Regions from separate parts of the Takifugu rubripes genome. Here region 1 is linked to region 2. The links are chromatin contacts, called in public Hi-C maps. All regions are on one chromosome and are shown on one strand. The core of a region is the stretch at or near the end of the contact, and the rest is flanking DNA. Distances in the headings are between cores, read along the strand shown.

Region 1 (4,571 bases), core at 532-3,031, 170 kb before region 2:
CTGCATATCCAGCAGTCTTTGTAATGTGTTTATTTTGGATGTTGGATATTTAACATCAAAAGATTTGTGATGTGTTGTGTAGCCCCACAAACAATGACAAATGTATTTTAACCATTTTATTTTATTTTTTTACTTTTTTATCAGAAGAATCACTATCAAATTCCTTCAGCATATATCCTATGTGATGTTCCTCACACCTGCAGACTAAATGAACACAAACACTTTACCACCACCTGCTTTAACCTTTTTCTGGGTGTGTAAAAGCCAAATGGGGAAGACTGAAGCTACTTTCCTGCCTTGTTATGCTCAGATAGAGGTCACAACTTCTTGATGAAACAGGAGACATGAAACAAATCCGTAGCTCTGACGTTTACTCCAGTGCTCTGCTGGAGAAATACACTTAACTTGTTTAGGAGTTTGACCCCATTTCAAAACATTCGCTTCTCATCGCACACGAGCAGATGGACGAGCGGACAGATGGACACAAACCACTTTAGTGGATATTTTAGACCTTGTGAGACATATGGTGGCATTAGCATAGGGGAGAGGACTGGAACCTTGAACACACTGATTCATTTTGGAAAATAAAAATGACAATGCAAAATTTGCCTTTGTAGATGATAAGCTCCCATATTTGCAATGAAGAAGATGTCGCTCTTGAGACCCATCACATGATCGACCTCCCCTTTTCAGGATGCCGGCAGGCTCTGCTGGCTGTCAGGGAAAATAACCATAACGCTCCTGTCAGTCTGGCCAATCAGCCTGCCTGATGGAAGAGAAACCCCTTTCAGGGCAATGGCAGAGACTGGTATGGTTATGCCATTTAGGCCACATCTCCTCCCTCTGCAAGTTTGACATTTGATGATTTTTGTGGCTGCATGTCCCTTCGCAGGCCCGAGGTCAGCTGTGGCTCTCGGATACCTGATGTCACTCTTCTGCATGGTTTGTCAGTCAGATGTGACAGTGCAAGATTTGTCAAATGGTGGTGGGAAAAGGGGCGAAGGATTAGTGTGACTCACTGAGATTTGGTTTAAATAAAGTGTGCACTATTTATTTTGTGAATGAATTTACAAAGATGTTATACAGTATATTAGTCTCTCCCTGGCAAATCTTCATAACCCTGATGATGTCCAAGACCATACTTTGCCCTTCAATGTGTCAGGCCTTGAATAATGCCACCAGTATACTTAACTGGCCAAATGACAGCTTGTTAAAGGTCTAGCATGAGGGTTCACTTTCTTTGAAGCCCACTTGCAGACAGTTCAGCTGCTCAGAGCACTGATAAGGCCCTGCTACATAGCCCTTCAAAGGCTTGTGACATAGCATGAATTGGAAAAGAAAGGATGCTATGGAGAGGTGCAGGTCAGTTGTAGTGGGTATTTTCAGAAGTTTCACCTGCTTTCAATTGATCAATGGCATGCTTAGTTAAGTGTGATGTGCATTTGGAATATTCTACTGATCCACCGGTGTACATCTATGAATAAAACATGCTGATCACAGAAAGTAGACATTTTTAATGGCTTATATTTGGATTTTTGGTGATGTTTTTAATTCTAAACTCACGATGTAGTAATAAAAGCTACCACTGGGTGTCGCACAAAGATCTTAATTGAACTCATAAAATTGTCGCTTGAAGTCCCAAATGAGGAATATGTACATGCATGTCGAATGTGACATGCCATGGCAAGGTAACTCCCCCTCGTTTAAGATTATTCAGAGAGAAATATAAGAGAATCCCAGCATATAAATGACGGACCAAGAGAGCAGGAGATCTCTGTGCTCTCATGGGGCCCCCTAAGCGTCCAACGCCGAACTAATTAATGCGTAAACAAACCCGATCAGTCCACGCGTGTGCTCCTCCACTGTGGGCACCCTTGGAGGACTCTCGCTGGCAGCGCACGCATGCAGAGAATGGGCGTGAGTTTGTCCCTCGAAAGGGAGCCCAGAGAGTGTTGCTTTTTAGCACCAGTGATCTGAGCGCTCACTTCACAGTCTGCGGGAGACAGTGCGTGCGCGTACCAGCGGGATGGAGAGCACAGGTGGGTCTTAGAAAATCTTTTGAACACGAATTTTGATTCATTATTTACAAGAAATACCTGAAAAGTATTTCATTTTTGTTGGACATTAGGTTAAAGCGATTGGTAATTTGAAACAAAGTGGGATTTAACGGCAAGATCACAGCATTTCACCAAGCATTTTATACAATCAGATTAATAAAAGATTGCAAATATATATTTCATACGAGTTTTTTTTAATTAGAAAGAGAAAAAATATTTTACATGAAAATATTACGCACAGCTTTCTTAACTAAACAAAAAAGGATTTTCGGTGTTGTCTGACATGAAACCTCATATCAATTTACATCCTCATTTAACAGGATTTCTAACCACAAGCGCCTGAATACTCCCCCAAAATCGACTAAGACGCGCAGGAGGGAGGGGAGTCTCAGCCGGTCTGAGTGCGTCTGTGTGTCAGGGGGTGTTTGAGAGAGTGAGAGAGAACCACAGAGAGAGGAAGAGAGAAAACGGAACGAAGAGGAGAAAGGAGTAAGTCTGGACCCGTTGATCGAGTGCTATAACAAACCTCAAAGGGGCTATCGGTTTGTGCGGAAGGGATCAGTGATCCGACCATGGTGCCCGTGCGCTGTCCGGGACCCTGTGCCATGCTGGCTCTGACACTCCTCTTGGGATGCGGCGTTGCTTTCTGCCTCGGCCAGAACGACACGGAGCCCATCGTCCTGGAAGGAAAGTGTCTCGTCGTGTGTGACTCGAACCCGTCTTCGGACGGCGGGGTCACCTCCTCACTGGGCATTTCAGTGCGCTCCGCTGGGGCAAAGGTGGCTTTTTCCGCCGTGCGCGGGACCAACCATGAGCCGTCAGAGATGAGCAACACGTCCATGACCATCTACTTTGACCAGGTTGGGCTTTCTCTTGACCTTATGAAATACAGCCATCATTTACTGATTTATCGTTTCTAATCTGCAGATTTGTAAATAGTACAATCCAGAAAAAAGAACCTCCTTGATTAAGTTCATATTTAGTGGACAAAGCATCGTAGTTAAGGTCTGTGATATCTGAGCCATGACGCGAAAGCGCTTTCTTTAAAGTTGTGCGTAATTGGCACAATTTGGAGATGCACCGCAGAATCATTTTGATGTGCGTCTTGGCTCTGGGCTGAGCTAACATTACAGATTTGGTTTTTGATTGCAATTTGTAGGTTGAAGCTTTTCGGACTGTGGCCTGAAAAGGAAACACCCCAAAATTTTGACCGAAATTCTTTAAAAAAAAAAAAGAAAAATCCGACCGGAATATGATTTGAACACCTCCGTAGGCAGTGCAGGCCACAGTCAAACACTGTATGTGTTAAACATGGCTGTCAGATGAAGTGAACCATGAAGGTGGAATAAAAACGCATTATTTCTCATCTTGCGCCCTTTTTGGTCACAGGTTTTAGTCAATATCGGGAACCATTTTGATCTGAAAACAAGTGTTTTCCAAGCTCCGCGGAGGGGGATCTATAGTTTCAGCTTTCACGTTGTGAAGGTGTACAACAGACAAACCATACAGGTGAGAAGTTATGAAAGAGACGTTCACGATGGCACTTTAGAAGTGATAAGACCACTCCACTTAACCCGCTACGTCTCCGCTCTCCTTTAGGTGAACCTGATGCAGAATGATTATCCGGTTATATCAGCGTTCGCAGGGGACCAGGACGTGACGAGAGAGGCGGCCAGCAACGGAGTACTGCTGATGGTGGAGCGGGAGGACCGGGTCTATCTGAAGCTGGAACGCGGCACCTTAATGGGCGGATGGAAATACTCCACCTTCTCAGGCTTTCTAGTCTTTCCTTTATAATCCGGTGCGCGATGCCCCACCGTCGCACGGAACTCACGACGAGGAACACAAAGTCAAACACATGACATTTATTTTGAACTTAACTGTCTGCCAAGGAAGCCGAAGAATATCTGTATACCCACAGTCCTCTGCTATCTTAGTCAAAACGTTTCCTTGGAGATTCATATAATCAAATCCATCAACTTTTACGCAATCTGGATGATTAAACGTATCGATCGGCCAGTGGCGCGCACTTGTCTGGTATGTGGAATTTTTTTCTTGCTTGTGGAAACAAACTCTGCCAGTAAACAACCGGGGGGCATCAAGGAGAAACGGACACGGGAGAAAATAATGAGAACAAGAATTGATGTCCTGGACAGACCGCGTATTCATGCTTTATTTTATGTTTGTATAGCCTTAAAGAATATATGGTTTCCGTCCAGATGAAATAAGCCGTGGAATTATGGACAACCAGACAGGTGTTTTTGTCACACCCAAGGCAATTCTTTTGCACGAGTGGAACTTTATGTTTTTTTTTTGTGTGATGTCAATGGTGTTGCGTTTGGATGCTACTGAAAATAAGCCAAATGTAGGCCACCGAAGAGTTTATTAAAAGAGTTTTTAAAAAAGGCGACATATTTCAGCCACCGAAGATGAACTACAGCCCTTTTATTTGAGAAAAAATAGTTATACAGTTTATTAAATACATATTCACAATATTGTGTGTTCGACATTTCG
Region 2 (4,793 bases), core at 1,981-4,480:
TGTAATGGATAAGCTTAAAAAACACGCACAAAAATGCTAAAACTAAATCTATGTCCTCTTGCGAGACCCGACAAAATTGACCCACATGTGATAATTCAATCATGTTCAACACGCACAGGAAAGATTCGCACCCTAATGCTAACGATAGCTTGGCTAATGTTAGCTTGCTACTCAAGTCAAAAAGCTAGCTAGGCAAACATTTAGAGCCAAAGAGAATTTTACCATCAAGTTCCCTTTACATTGCAGAACAAAGCACGAATGTTCTTTTACAGCTCCTTGTATTCGGCTCCACGCTAGACGTACATGGTGATGTCGGCGATGATATTAAAACAGGGAGACATCTTTCTGGGGAGGTTGGCTAACACTTGCACGCTAACGGCCTCCTCCTTTCTTTCTTTGTTGCCTGTTGAATTATGGCAGCAGCGTCAGACGGAGCGAATCCAACACACACTCAGCGGCTCCGATCTTCCTTGTTTGTTTTTTGTTTGTTTGTTTGTTTTTTCACACCCATCAAACAAGACAAATATCCCAGATCATGAATATTTTAACTACAACAAAACAAATCTGGGATATAGTTTTATATCATGGGTGCACTCATGAGTTAGATTTCTTTTTGGGATGACATTGATCATCTTGGCAAAATGTGCAAATGAGCATAATATGTATGCTCAATAATTATGATCATATATATATATATATATGTATATATATATATATACATAAAATATAAAACTGGGATATTTGTCTAGTTTGATGGGTGTGGGAAAAAAACCAAAGATTGGATGTGTGTGAGTGTGTTTATATATGTCAGCACATATACACATACAGAGAGAGAGAGATATTGATTATTTAAGTTATTAGACAAGTTATCCTTTCATTTTCAAGTATTTTTTTAATATTTAAAACCTTATGTGAATACAGTAACTTAGTAATATGAGATGACTTTAGATCAATAGATTTCTCCTGAACACTGCTGAAAAATACCCAAACTTGTTTGTATATAACTTGCTCTGTATTCCAGAAACGTCCACTAGGTATTTTCATAATTTGACACAGCAACTAAAGTTTGAACTCTGAAATGATACATTGGTTTCCTAATTAGTGTCAGCATTGTTTTAGTAGATGGTGTTTACCAGCATCAGGCTAATTTGGTCCACATCCTGCATGTTACATTGTTTTTTCCACGCTGTCAAGTGCATGGCAGTCCTTTGCCAACCTGCTTAGGGCAGTTGTGTGTAGACAGGCACTATGCAAAGACTCTAATTACCAGCCCCTATTAGGCTTGATCAGGCTGCCTCTGCTTGATGTGTTGGAGTGGGGTGGGGGTGTTGGTGAGATGTGGGCTTACAGCTCATAGCACCAAGGACACATTAGAGCAAGGGTGCAACAGTTTTGACAAAGTAAATTAGGCCAGGCAAGAAAACTTTGGTTTGATATTTGTAACCAGACAAATATCCAGGCTACCTTGTTGTGCTAGGATTGTTGTATTAGCAGGCTGGTTAACAGGAATTATGAGTCTTATAGGACCATAAATTTTGCATGGTGTTGTGAAGGCTGACTGATGAATCTTGTGCTTCAGGATCAATTTTTCAAAATTCATTTATGTACCATTTAATCGACTAACATGGAGCAGGCATTGTTGCAAATTAGCTGCCTGATTTGTTTTGCTGTTGCCTCCGAGTGCTGTAACTGGACCCAATGGGGGCTTGTTGGCTTGGGCAGATGGTGGGTGGGGGTGAGACCCACCCTTATATACTCGATGCTTTCAGTGGAGTGGAAAACCTCAAACAGCAGGTGTGTCAAACAGTGACGGGCCGGGAGGACCACTCAGGTTCTGCCTCTGAATAGCAAACACAGTACCTCAAATTTGCAGAATTTCACAGTTTCACAGAAAGAAAATGTCTGATCAATATTATGAAAATCAAGGGATGTTGTTTTTCTTGCAATAATAAGACATATTAGAACCATGTAAAAAAAAACAACAACGTGTGGGCCTGAAAATGGGCCCCTGAGGAACACCACCGGTCAAAGTTTGTTTTTTTAAATCACAATATCCATGTTTGCCGTTCATTGAGAAACAAACACAGGATTCAATGATTTGTGCTGAATCACTGTGGTTCAGTTTGTGTCATGTTTTAGGTGGAAATCTGAGATGATGCTGTGTCAACAGTAAAACTGGCAAAAAAAGGGGTTTAAATTGTGATTATTTTAACCCATTCAGGAAGCTTGGGATGTTGCATTTGAGGCACTTTGCAAAATTTGTAAAATGACTGTGTTTGAAAACAGTAAAAAGGATAGACATACAAAACAATTTGAAAGGGGCTCAATAATTATATGCTTTTACAGTTACATCTCTGATCTGTAGAGAAATAAGAAAAAACAACAACTAAATGTTTAGCTTTCCATAAGAAATTTGTCATTCAGCCCATGATAAAAGAGGCTGCATAAGAGTAAAATTACTTTGAAGGGTTAATAAAACAGGAAAGCTCAAGTTGAATCTCATTTAAGGGTGAACAGTGGAATTTTCAGTATGAAGCCAAATTAATTAGGCTGAATTCCCACCCAACAATTAAAAGCTGTGTGGTTGTATTATTATATTAAATCATCATTTGCAAATTTTGTTAATTATCACACTGCCCGCCAATGATTCACGCGCCACATCTCAAGTGGGAGCTGCTGTTCAAATGGATTAACACTGCTTTCACGTATGTGTTCAGAGGCAATGCACAGCATTGTTTTAAAAAAACCATGCATCATGTAAAACAGGGCTGCTCCATAAAATTTGTCCCAAAAAATCATTTTACGACAGAAACATGTTTGAAAGGACCGATCCTTGGGAGGCACTTATTGTCAGTTTGGATTTAACAAAAAATATATACATTTGCTCGTTTACATTCTATTATTAATATTATTAATATTAATTTTTTTTCTGTCTCTTTACTCTGCATTCGCTGCTACTATAATTCAATTTCCCCACGGGGATGAATAAAGTCCATCTTAATCTTAATCTTAATCTTATTATTATTATTATCATTATCATTATCATTATCATTATTATTATTATTATTATTATTATTATTATTATTATTATTATTATTATTGATAATAATAATAATTTTACAAACGTAAGTAAATGACTGGGGACATTATCTTTCTTCACACTCTTGAGGGGCAGTTTTCCGACCCAGTTTATGACCATGAACGCCTCCTGCTCCTCGACAGGAAGTGGATTGTCGCTGGCGCGGTTGTTGAAAACGGTCCCGCTGGCGCTGTTGACAGAAAATCGAATAACTACAACATAGAAAACTACAAATGTTCCAGGTTTTATAGTTCCTTTTTACCCGCAGAACAGTGCTCAACGTTGAACATGGAGTTATCTTCACTTATTAAGAAAACAGGTAAGCTAACACAGTAGCTAAACACTTGTAGCGTGTAAAATTACATTACGAATACATTATAGCTTGTATGCTAACGATAGCATACAAGCTATAATGTAATTACATGTACAATTTTATAAAGGCATGGCCTTTAATATTAAAAGGCAGATAAACTTTTCTGATTGTCTGCCCAGTATTAATTAGCTATTTCAAGTAAAAAGTTCTTATTCCCTTCTCGTGAATTCGTTACTACCGTTGTAATAAACTAGTCTATTCTTTATATCTCAGGCCATTCTTTGGTGGAGATAAGAGTCCGGGCGCTGAAGAGCATCATGTGCAAGTTGGACTATTCCCTGATCTCGGTCTCTGACATTGTCCAAGAAAAGATGTTATTTGTGCATCTTCTCGAATGGTTCAACTTTCCCCAGGTGCCAATGCAGGAAGAGGTCTTGGAGTTGCTCTCAACTTTAGCAAAGGTAACAGTAATGCATGTGGGTGCTGACACAATACATTTATCACAAACAAATCTGGCTGCTGTATTATAACACAAAGCACCATGATTTGTGACTACAATTAATTAAGAGCAAATTTTTATTTCCATTTTTCATTTGGTCCTCTGAAGCATCCCAGTGCAGCCCAGATGCTTAGAGACATTGGGGCTGTGGACTTTCTCATCCACCTGTCTCCTAATGTGGAACCCAGACTGCGAGCTGTCATTGATGGAACCCTGGACCAGCTGTTCCACCTTCCTGAGTTACTCCCCAGTCATGCAGTGTTGTCCTCGCATGGACAGCACAGCACAGCTCCAACAGGTGTTGCATCTTACAGCCTGAAGAGTCTTTGTTTTGATGCTGTTTTATGAACAGATAGAGGGCTAGAATGGTATAAGCAGGCTGATCTTGTGACTTGAAATACATTATACGTTAATGCATTATGCGTCTTTCTAGCACCCACTTCCCTTGCACACCAGGAGCAATTTCCAAAGATGGGCTATTTCCATACAACCAGGCCAAGTCAAACTGATGTTTCACTTCAGAGAATAGCAGGTGCCTGTGTTTGAATGGCTCCTTTAAAATATATGTCATCTAGAAATGCCCCTGTTTACATGTTTTATTTTGTGTTATGCAGTGCACAAATCTGTGAAATGTCTCAAGTTTTCTGTGTTCCCGTGGCTGACACTGTCCAACACAGACAGACACATTCTGTCGTCAAACGAGAGGTTAGAGATAAGATACGTACTGTTCATCCAAAATGACATTCAAGTTAAATTTACATTTCTGTATACTGAACAGTTCTCTAAAGAGCAGCAACCCCAACTTGATACGGACCACATGTGAACTGCTCTGTGATGTTATTATGCAAGACTTTCCTGCTGAGATCTTCCTGCAACGACCCCAGATTTTTAAGGTATCATTA

Evidence for each region. A called contact is a pair of places that touch in the nucleus more often than the background predicts.
Region 1: a contact with region 2 is called in a Hi-C map of an unstated tissue, with 4 times the contacts expected there. The contact joins the promoter of cbln2b here to the promoter of rttn in region 2. A contact is called at or near these places in 2 of 2 Hi-C or Micro-C datasets (muscle and an unstated tissue).

The regions. Positions count from the first base shown.
Region 1 is chr10:3,590,855-3,595,425 of fTakRub1.2, reverse strand. It overlaps cbln2b (cerebellin 2b precursor), which reads left to right and starts at 1,781. Exons shown (of 4, transcript XM_003976205.2): 1 at 1,781-2,039; 2 at 2,378-2,917; 3 at 3,447-3,566; 4 at 3,657-4,571. The coding sequence starts at 2,630. The coding sequence ends at 3,854.
Region 2 is chr10:3,420,381-3,425,173 of fTakRub1.2, reverse strand. rttn (rotatin) reads left to right here and starts at 3,230. Exons shown (of 50, transcript XM_029842546.1): 1 at 3,230-3,398; 2 at 3,666-3,853; 3 at 4,000-4,189; 4 at 4,325-4,423; 5 at 4,506-4,596; 6 at 4,670-4,784. The coding sequence starts at 3,368. It also overlaps a transcript of socs6a not described here.